Regions from separate parts of the Mus musculus genome. Here all the other regions are linked to region 1. A link is a contact called in public promoter capture Hi-C data. All regions are on one chromosome and are shown on one strand. Each heading gives the region's core, a stretch centred on a gene start, on an enhancer-like site or on the middle of the called end of the contact. The rest is flanking DNA. Distances are from core to core; before and after follow the strand shown.

What was found. Promoter capture Hi-C pulls out the DNA fragments that hold promoters and counts their contacts. Capture Hi-C pulls out chosen DNA fragments and counts their contacts.
Region 2: a contact with region 1 is called in a promoter capture Hi-C map of adipose tissue, with 6 times the contacts expected there. The contact joins the promoter of Drg1 here to the promoter of Aebp1 in region 1. A contact is called at or near these places in 3 of 39 promoter capture datasets (embryonic stem cells, erythroid cells and liver), 1 of 115 datasets of contacts at active chromatin or transcription factors (bone marrow-derived dendritic cells) and 1 of 9 other capture datasets (adipose tissue).
Region 3: a promoter capture Hi-C map of liver shows a contact between it and region 1, with 3 times the contacts expected there. The contact joins the promoter of Patz1 here to the promoter of Aebp1 in region 1. A contact is called at or near these places in 1 of 39 promoter capture datasets (liver) and 2 of 9 other capture datasets (adipose tissue and liver).
Region 4: a contact with region 1 is called in a promoter capture Hi-C map of liver, with 6 times the contacts expected there. The contact joins the promoter of 8430429K09Rik here to the promoter of Aebp1 in region 1.

The regions. Positions count from the first base shown.
Region 1 is chr11:5,860,595-5,863,160 of GRCm38.p6, reverse strand. It overlaps Aebp1 (AE binding protein 1), which reads right to left and starts at 1,295. Exons shown (of 21, transcript NM_009636.3): 1 at 763-1,295. The coding sequence starts at 1,009.
Region 2 is chr11:3,265,180-3,267,745 of GRCm38.p6, reverse strand. It overlaps Drg1 (developmentally regulated GTP binding protein 1), which reads left to right and starts at 1,283. Exons shown (of 9, transcript NM_007879.2): 1 at 1,283-1,477. The coding sequence starts at 1,436.
Region 3 is chr11:3,289,173-3,291,738 of GRCm38.p6, reverse strand. It overlaps Patz1 (POZ (BTB) and AT hook containing zinc finger 1), which reads right to left and starts at 1,282. Exons shown (of 4, transcript NM_019574.3): 1 at 1-1,282. The coding sequence starts at 1,125.
Region 4 is chr11:3,451,167-3,453,732 of GRCm38.p6, reverse strand. It overlaps 8430429K09Rik (RIKEN cDNA 8430429K09 gene), which reads right to left and starts at 1,296. Exons shown (of 4, transcript NR_028317.1): 1 at 993-1,296. Rnf185 (ring finger protein 185) reads left to right here and starts at 777. Exons shown (of 7, transcript NM_001290472.1): 1 at 777-1,524.

The DNA of each region.
Region 1 (2,566 bases), core at 46-2,545:
ATGGCGAATGGGAAACACACAGGCAGCTGGCTGAAACACAGGGAATACAGCAAAACATGCAGCAGGAGCAGGGTCACTTGGCAATGTCCAGAACGTCTTGGTTGCTGGAGGCAAAGTGTGCAGGGAGGTGAGGGTAGGGAGAGCAGGACAGATCTACAGCAGTGGGGGCCGGAGGGGGAGTGGCTGACCTCAGGAATGATGAATGGTGCCTTACAGTCTCCTGGGAGAGAGATCACAAGATCCGTTGCCACTCTCCAGAGGGCCATGAAAAACAGCTAAGATTTACTGACAACGATTGCATAAGAGGCTCGGGGTTGCATGCCTCCGGGATGCTATCACCTCGCTTAGTTCTGACCATCTCAGACTGCCCACTTTCACCTGGAAGTCTTCCTCACCCCGCTCCCCTGTCTGTGTTCCTGTGGGAGAAGAGGAGGCAAGCAGATGCCTAGGCTTGAAGCTTGCCACTAAGAGACTAGGGCCAGTTCGGAGAGGCGAATCACAATTTCCCACTCGTCCAAACCTACACTCTCTTGAGACCTGGGATGAACAACTTGGGCGACCTCAAAAGCCCAGCGCCACCCTATGCTGAACACACACCTCCAGGTTTCCAAACTCCAGGACAGAACTGCTGCCTGGCAGTGTGTTGCCTTGCGTTGCCTTGGAGAGACATTCCTCACGGGGCAGCATGGGAAGTGGCTAGACCCTCCAGAGCCCCTGTATGCTCACTTGATGCCATGGCCACCCATGTCACCAGGTTCTCACCTTCTACATCTGCCCGCTGCTTGCCCCCTGCCTTGGATTTGCGGGGACGCTGGGTGGGTTCGGGAAGCGGCTGGACTTCCACGTCGTCTTCCCGGGGCGGGGACTGGGTCTCCAACTCCGAAAGGAAGCCTTCGAGGAACTCCTCGATCTCGTCGTCCGTCAGCACCGTCTGTGGGTTCCCCTCAGGGCACAGCGTCAGCAGTGCCAGGAGGCCGCAGAGCAGGGATGCGGTGCGCACTGGAGCCATGGCTCTGGGCACGCGCGGGAGCCGGGCGGGCTTGAGCAGGGACTTGGGTGGCAGGGGCAGCGCCCCGCGTAGGGGCGGGAAAGGGCGCGAGGAACGTGGGCGTCAAGGGTATCCAGAAAGCGGTGGGAAAGGGAGATTCAAGGAGAGCAAGGGGCTCCAGGAGAGGTTCTGGCGGGCCCAGCTCCGGCAGCAACTGGGCGCTCCTGCCCCGCGTGGCTGGCTCTCACGCGGACCGCCCTCCAGAGCGCTTGCGACGGCCTGGCCGGGGCGGGGGCTTCGGGTTTCCGGAGGGGGAGGAGGAGGAGCCGGCCTTGGACCGGGGGCTGCGGGGGAGGGAGGCGGAGCAGCACGGAGCCCAGACTAATAGCAGCGTCAGCGCCCAGTTTAGAGGGTCTGGGTGCAGGGCGCCTAGCGGGGAGGAAGGCCTGGGAGAAAAGAATGCAACAGTTATGGGGAAGGGAGTGTGCGGAGTCTAAGGAGACCTGTGCTCTAACCCGCTGTGCCCTTTGCTCTGAGCCCAGGGAGATTGCTAGGGGAGGGAGGGAGTAGGGCCCTCGAGGGTACTGGCGATCACCTCCTTTCCACTTTCTGGAGGTTAGCTCTTCAAAGTGTCACCTGCTGTGTGCTTGCACAGGTGTCACCTTTGTCCAGTTATCACCAACATCCCAGGTCTTTGGAGCCAATTTTTGCGAGGAAGGCTGTGAAAAGCTGTTCTCAGCAAGCTGCTGTCCTTATGGAGATAGGAGCCCCACTTCAGAGCTCAGGGCTCAGGTCCCAATGTGGAGTAATAGCTATTTCTCTCCTTCCTCTGACCAGAAGCGGTTAAAACAACAAATTGTTTACAACAGCTTCAGCTATGGCTTCTAGAATACAAACGTTGGCTGGCTCATAATGGCCATCATAGCTAAGCCCAGGAATGCCAGAGCATTTACCCATGAAGGATTAAAGATGTGAACGTGGGCTTGTAGCAGCCATAGGTCCAGGGCAGTGGCAGGCAGCTTTCAACCAAGGTGGGGAGGCACTCTGATAAAAAAGAATAGCGACCCCCAGATGATTGACATGGGAAAGTTTACATCTCAGCTGGAAGAGAAAAAAGAAAAAGCAGGTCAAGAAACACCAACACGATGCCACCTCCTCAGTCTTTCACCCTCACCCTCACCCTCTCTGTCCAGCATGAGCAGGGAGAAAAAGGGGAAATTTTCGGGTACTGGGCTCTGTAACCCACTGCTCTCAGGGAGTAGGCAAGCCCCTCCCGGCAGTCTCCTTTCTGGCTCTCCTTGAGGAAGCATGGAGACTATGCCAAGAACTGATGTGTGTGTGAGTGTGTGTGTGTGTGTGGGGGGGAGGGTCTAACCCATCTTAGCCCTCCTAGCTGTCTGACTCAGCAGGGGAACTCCGTGTCCACAACTTACTATACGCATATTAAATGGACCACCTTTCTGGTTTATTCGATTTTTTTGAGACAGAGTTTCTCTGTGTAGCTCTGGCTGTCCTGGAACTTGCTCTGTAGACCAGGCTGGCCTCGAACTCAGAAACCCACCTGCTGCTGCCTCCCAA
Region 2 (2,566 bases), core at 34-2,533, 2.6 Mb after region 1:
TCCAAAGCCCAATTAAACAATTACACAAAGCAAATGGTCGGTCCCTCTATGTCCCTCATCATCAGACCCATAAACAATTCTCCCCTCAGGGTTCAGGGGGATCCTCCCGATCTAAGTGTCATGAGTGAGTCCTCGGCATTACAGGAAAAACCTTCCTATGGGAACCATTCTTTTACCTCCCTTTTTCTTTTTTTCCCTTTTTTATTTTATTTTTTTCCCAGTTTTTCGAGATAGCTTTCTCTGCCTTGACTGTCCTGGAACTTGCTCTGAAGACCAGGCTGGCCTGGAACTGAACTCAGAGATCTACCTGTTTCTGCTTCCTGAGTACTGGGATCAAAGGCGTGCGCCTCTATCATCTGGTTTATCTACATTTCCTAGAATGTACTTTCTGGCATGGTGTGTGGTAGTCGAGGGTTGCCTTGAACACAGGAGATCCTTGGTCTCAGCACCACCAGGAGACACACTCCGGTACTTTTTTTTTTTTTTTTTTTTGAGACAGGGTTTCTCTGTATAGCCCTGGCTGTCCTAGAACTCACTCTGTAGAGCAGGCTGGCCTCGAAGTCAGAAATCCGCCTGCCTCCCAAGTGCTGGGATTAAAGGTGGGTACCACTACCCTATGCCTCTCTAAGTGTATTTCTAACAAACAGCCTAGAGAGTATAATGATAAAAGGCACAGTTCTATTTGTCCATCTGACAAATTCGGGACTCACTTCCAGTCACACTACGCTTTAGTGGCTGTAACCTTATTTTACACAATAAAAATGCTTTTATATTTATTTATGCATTCCCTTCTAATTTGTGCTAACATAATTTCCAACTTTTCAACATGATAGCTTCTCCAAGTAATGGCTCTCTCTGGAAGAGCTCATTCGATCCACTAACTGTGGCTCGTTGAGTGCCACACTCCTTCTTTAGGGTTCCTGGTAAACAAAGGATCCCTCAAAAATTGTGCCCCCCACCCCTCTGAGTCTCTCTACAACCCCCCACCCCTCTGAGTCTCTCTACAACCCAGGAAGCCGAGGTCTGTCCTGATGAAGAAAGGGAGCTTCCAAGTATCTGCGCGCACTCTGATGGTCGCCGGGTTTAGGTGCACGCTGGGCACGGGAGTCGAAGGGGCGAGCGCAGGTCCGGCGGGGTGGGGCCGAGCTGCGCGCGACCCTCGGCGCGCTCCGGGAAGTTGGCCCGAGCGACCGCTCTGGTCACCTCACTGCGGGCTCTATGACACCGCGCTGGCTGGCGGGACAGGGAGGAGTCGGCGGAGAAGGCGGAGACCGCCCATCTCCGAGAGCGTCGGCGCGGACTTCTCGCGGAACCGTGTCGCGAGCTTAGCAGATCCCGCGCTTGCGCGCTGCAGTGGTGGCCAGAGGCGCGGCGGGCGCGAGAAGGGGGACCTAACCAGTGTGGAGGCTGGTGTGGCCTTAAGCCCTCCGCCACCATGAGCGGGACCTTAGCGAAGATCGCGGAGATCGAAGCCGAGGTAAAAGGCGCAGCCGGCGCTTCTCTCCTGGCCCTTCTGCGGCGCTGCGGCTCCTCCGGTGTTGCGTCCGCGGCGTCAGGGCCTGGCTTCCACCCCTGTGCCACCAGCTGCCATCGCCCCCGTAGTCTAAACCTGCGCTGCCGCAGCCCCGTCCCCATGCAGCCCCTTCCCTCAGTTCCTCGGGCCTGGGCTTCTCAGCTCCCATCCGCCAGCTCCGTCTCTGCGCAACCTCCCACATCCCACACCCAGCACTTGCTCCGGTTTTCGGCGCATGTCTCGACATTATTTCTGTTTTTCTTGCTTTTTTCTCTGAGCCACACGACTTCTATATCCCAGACTCCGTGATCCGATCACGGGCTTTGAGGTCTTGTCCCGTTATTCCTTGCCCACTTGCCACTCACTGGTGGTCCCCTTTTACACGCCGTTGGTTGTGACGGTAAGATCTGGGAGTAAGTAGATTGTACCTGGATGGCGCGTCATCCCTGAGACCTTCAGGGCTTTTTAAAGTCCGTAATGTGACACCCTTCTTTTAGATTGGGTACCGTAGAAACGAATCAGCAGATGCATTTTAATTCCCTCTGTGGATAGAAATTCGAATGACCGTGGGTCCTTTCACGTTGGGTCTCGTTTGTTTCTTTTGTGGTGAAGAGAATGAACTGGAGAGGGGAGAGGGAATTCAGTTTATTTTTATGTTTCTGTGTGTGTGTGTTCAGCATTACTTAGGGGAATCGTTCTGTTCAGTCATGGTTTCTGGGATTGAGTTTAGGTCTTCCAAGTTTGGCAGCAAGTGCACTTGAGTGTGTCTATCTGGCCCTGGATTTTTTCCCTCTCTCCCTCCCTCTACCTCTCTCCTTTGTTTGGAGACAGGGTCTTGCTACATACTTCTGGATGTCAGGGATCCCATTGTGTAGATCACGCTGGCCTTGAACTCAGACAGATCTGCCTCTGCCTCCAGAGTGCTGACATTAGCCAGGCTTGGTTTTTCTTTTTAAAAAATACTTAGTTGCCTGTATCCTCTTCAGTCTGCAGTTTGCTGGATGCTCGTGAATATGAGCCATTTGGTCTTCCCCTGAAGCAGTATTTCAATAG
Region 3 (2,566 bases), core at 33-2,532, 2.6 Mb after region 1:
AAGCTTATGCCGGTTGAGATGGTATACGTCACGAAAGATCTTGCCACAGATCTCACAAGCCACTTGCTTCCTGGTCCGGCTCCTTTTTCTGGGGCCATCGGGGTCCTCGGAGATGGGTAACCCATTCTCACCCAGCCTTGGAGGAGGAAGATCGATATAGCCCAACTGGAGGCTTGTGACGCCGTGCTGGGCCTCATGTTGCCGGAGCCGGTTGGCGTCAGTGAACACCTTCCCGCACAGGCCACATGGAAGGATGCCTGCTTCCCTCAAGCCCCCTGGAGACCCAAACATGGAGTCCAGCAGGTTGGCCTTCCTGGGGCGTCCCCGGCCTCGCTTGCTAGTTAGTGGAGGTGCACTGGATGCCACATTAGGGAACGGAGAAGTCAGTAGTTGGGGGGATAGGGGTCCAGCCACCATGGGCAATCTGTCCACCCCGGGTAACACAGGCAGAGAAGCTTGGCCCGCAATAGCAGCACCTGTGGCCCTGGCAGCCTCCTCCTCGGGCTGCATACTGCCAGCAATACCGTTACTGTTGGCTGCCATGGCTGCCCCGTTGGTCATGTCCAAAGGGAAGCCCAAGTCAGAAGTCCCAGGTGGGCGAAAGAGCATGATATCAGCCCGGGCAGGGGGCACGAGGATCTGCACGTTGGACTGTTTGATTACTTCCTGGCAGATCTCGATGACCGACCTCATCAGCAGGAACTTGGCGGCCGTCATGAGCTCGGGGAAGCTCTCTAGGCGCACAACGATTCGGGACGTATAAGCGAAGTCCAGGATGTCTCCGAACACTTTGGAACTGATGGTGTGCATCTCCAGTTCGCGGCTGCCTCCAGCTCCGCCGCCTGGAGCCGCCGCCGCGCCTCCCACATCAGCAGGACCACCATCTGCAGCTCCGCCGTCGCCTAACTGGGCGCTGAACACAGACTCAAAGTACTCGCTGCAGGCAGCCAGTACGGCGCGGTGCGCTGGGAAGCTCTCGTCGCCTACTCGTAGGAGCACGTCGCAAAAGCGCCCGCCGTTTTTGCGTTGTTGGTTCAGGTTGTGCAGCATCTCCGTACTGTGTCTGCTCACCTGGTAGGTGTAGCAGCCCGACGGACCGCAAGAAGCGTCGTTGACCCGCTCCATGGTCGCTGCCCCTTCCCCACTCGCCGGGCCGGGCACCCGCCAGTCCCTGGTCCCTTCCCTTAGGCAGCGAGACGCCTTTTGCAGCGGACCACTCACACTCCCCGCACGTGCGGCCCAGGGCTCGGTAGTACTCTCAGGTGCGCCCAGCGCACACGCCCCCTGCTCTAATAAAAAGGGCTAGACCCAGCGGGGCACTGCCCCCCACATTGCCGCCCTTAACCTCCGCCGGACCCGCGTAGCACTCCCTCTCCGCCTGCCCGCCTCCCTCTCTAGGTCTACCTTCCAGGGGTAAACGAGCGAAGAGGTGCGCCCCTCCTGCAAACGCAGCTGCCACCTCCCCTCCCGCCCGCCAGGCGGCGCCGGCGCGCGGCCAAAAGGCGCGCGCGCGCGCGCGGGGAGGAGGAGGGGTCCGCCGCGCAAGCGCAAGCGCGCGCTCCGAGGCTTTTCCCGGGCCCACTGGGGGCGCGCGCTGCGTCCCCTGCAAAGCGCGAGCCGGGGTGGGGGCGCCGGAGCAAAGGAAACAAAAGGCGAAGGCGAAGGCGGCGGTCCGCGCGCACAGGGGCGGTGGCGTAGGCCGAGTCTTGGAGCCCGGCGAAGGCGGCGGCCGAAGCGAGCGGGTGGCAGTAGCAGGGTGGGCCCTTTCCCAAGCCAGGCACGAGTGGCGGCGGCGCTGCGGCCCCAGGCTCCGTGCGTTCGGAACGGAGGAAAGATGGCAGCGGCTGCACTTCCTCTTGCACTTTCACCCCTGGGGGGAGGAGAAGGAGGGGGCGATACCAACAACACCCCCCCCCCCAGCTTGCAGAAAGAAAAAAAAGCAGCGAGCTCGGCGTGGGGGGTCTCGGTCGCCCCGACTCAGCACGTGCGCATCCGGCTCCCTAGCTTGGGCCGCCTAGCGCTGCAAACTTTCCACTTTCTTTGTGCCGAACGCCCCCCCCCCTCACCCAGCGGAGGATGCACGTCCCCCATTCCCTATTTATACAACCCCCCCCCCTGCAGCTCCGCTCCGCTCGCTTCCTGCCCCCACTCCCCAGCTCCGCCAATGCTAGCGCAGCCTGATCCTCCGCCTCCCCACCCCGCCCGCGGGGCCCGGGGCTGCAGCCTCAACCACCCCCCACACACCACCACCCCCCCCCCGACCCCGGCCAATACGATCTGAGCGCCGAGCCAGCAAACCAGCTACAGCCGCCCCTCCGCTGCCCGCCCAGAGTGTAGGCGAGCGTGCGGGATGGGCAGCCAGAGCCTGTGGATCTGAGCCCCCCAGCCTACCTTGCGCACCCGCAGGTCGGACGGGCATCAGCACCCTGCCTAGTTCTCCTTTGATGGCCGAAATCCCTAGAAGTCGGCTGAGACCTCCCGCTCTGCTGCCCTAGGAAGGAGACGGGATCCCGATCCGACGCAGGCGGAACCTTCTGCCTGCCTCACACTGACCGAGGCAAATGCC
Region 4 (2,566 bases), core at 47-2,546, 2.4 Mb after region 1:
TGGAGCTAGAGATTGATAAGGTCAAGGACTCTGGGGAGAGGATGCAGGCTCACCTGCCATCTGGCGTTTGGGCTTTCACACTGGCAAGCAGAAGCTGAAAGCCATCCAGTACAGGATACAAGGCCGGTGTGCCAGCCCTACCTCAGCTTACACACAGGAATGCTACTGCTACTGCTTGTCCGAGGCAGGACGGAAGTCCCTTCTTGTTCTACAGAATGAGGTGTGCCGGCTCTCCACCCCCCACTCCCCCCACCCCTGCAACAGCACAGCTATGCAGCTTTGTAGGAGCTGCACAGCAAAATCACTCACCTGCACTGAGCACTGTTGCACTGGACTCACATGTTTTTATATATGGAAAGCTAAAACACCAATTTTTCTAGTTATTTTTAAATATAATAAATGCACTTGCTACTGTAAAAAAAAAACAATCCCTCATTGGTTACAAGTTCATCTAATTAGTTTTAAAATAAATTACCATGTATTTATTAAGTGTCTCTGTATACATGTGAAGGTCTGATGACAACTTGCCAGACTCCTTTCCTTCCACCGCTGGGTTTCTGGGGACTGAACTAGAGTTGACAGGCTTGGCAGCAAACATCTTTACCTCTGAACCATCTCATGGGCTCCAATTAGTTATACTCTTATTACCTTTATTATTTTGATACTGAAATTTCACAGATTTGGCTAGTAGAGTCTTCAAGAGAGCTCCTGGGTCGTTTTGCACATTCTCATCCATCACCACTGTTAGCATTCCTTCTAGGCTCCGCCCCACAGTTACCTGGCAACAGCGAGGTATGCCCGGCTTACTATAAAAGGGGCTGTTCGCCCCCTCCTCTCCCTTACTCTTTGCCCCCTTCCCCCTCCGCCCTCTCTCTTCACGCGTTCCTGGCCGGCCTCTCTCCCTTCTCCTCATTCTCTACTCCCTTTCCTACTCCACTTCCCATGCCTCCTCCTCCTGTTCTTCTTCTTTATAAAACAGAACAACCACTGACCTTACTTTCTTGTACAAGGCATTCCAAACTGGTATTTCTAGAACTGGCTTTTTCATCCGCCCATTATTTTTGCGACACGGTCCCATGTATCCCAAGCCTGCTTCGAAAACGACATTGAAGTTCTGACCCATCACCCGAATGAATGCTATGATTAGCTGGCGGGTACGCACATATTTATTCCCACGTCTTCACGCGGGCGAGGCGAGCTCGCCCATCCACCGAGCTGCCTTCCCTCCTCTTCCAGCGCTAGGAAACCCTACGGAAAGACCAGACGCCCTCCCCTTCCTGTCCCGGGGCGGAACTTACCAGCCGGGCGCCTGGGCCGGAGAGCAGCGCTGCACACCAGCCTTTTCCGGCTGGAACCGGAAGTTGTTCTACTAGAGGCGGCTCCGCGTCAGGTGACCAAGTTCCCGGTAGGAGGGGTCGGAGGTTCAATCTTTCTGACTGACGCGTCTCTAAGACTGGCTCGGCTACTCCGGGACGGGGGAACGGACAGCTGGCGTCGCTGGCGCTCGCTCTACCGCGGCGGCAGGTAGGTGACGAGCTGGGACGGCGGGCCCGGGAGGCATGGGACCCCCTTCCCAGGCTCAGGGATCTGAAGCCAAGGGCCAGGAGTCATCCAGTCTGGCTCTGTCCAGGTCCCAGAAGGAAGGTCAGACTGGCATCCGTGGGTACAGATTGGGCAAACTAAGGCCCCAGAAAAGGGAAAGAAGGGTGCGCACAAGCTCCCCTTCCAGACGGGGCTCGTCCTGACTCCCGTAGCCTCGGGGGCGGGACCGCCTCTCTCGTGGGTGGCGATTTGGTGGAGTGGAAAGATGAGGAATGCGGTGAACAGATTTGGGGTGAAGCGTAGGAGACCTGGACTTGAGTTCGCTGCCTGCAGCTCACTGTGCGTTCGAGGCCAAGTCTTTGACCTCCCTGAACCTAGTTCCCACAGCTGTACAACCGGGCACAGCTGTCTCAAAAGCGTGGGCCTCCACAGCACCTGCTCCGAAACCCTCCGGGATGCCGGCTCTCCAGCCCTGGGCTTTTCCCACAGCTTGTTTCGAATCTGGGTCTGGATCCTAGGAAACCTTATTTTGAACGTTCTCCTCTGGAGTCCTACTCGTGTTTGAAGCCTGCTCATCCGAAGTGCGGTCCCGCTGTGAATGCGGTACTCGATTCGAGGCAGCTGGAGCCGGCTCGATTCTATGAAACTTCTAGCTTAGGAAAGAACGCCGGAGGAGAATAACTAACTATCTTTAAAAGCTGGCGCGGGGTGGGGGTGGGGGTTGGGTGGGGGAGTTATGGCAAAGAGGCCTCCTGCTTGATCTTTGTAGCTGAAAGAGGTACAGCTACGATTAATAGGTAGGTTCTAGGGGGAAGACACATGTGTACTTACTATTAAGAATTTAACGGAAGAATTATCAGAGGTGACGACTGATGGGGATTGACTGTCTCCTTGGGAAAGGAAGTATACAGGAGGCGGCCCTTTCCAATTTAAAAGGCTCGTATTAGTATTTATTGTGACTCTTACCTCTCCACTGATAACTCTGTCTTCAGAGTGTATGTGATACTTCTTTTGTGGTCTGAGA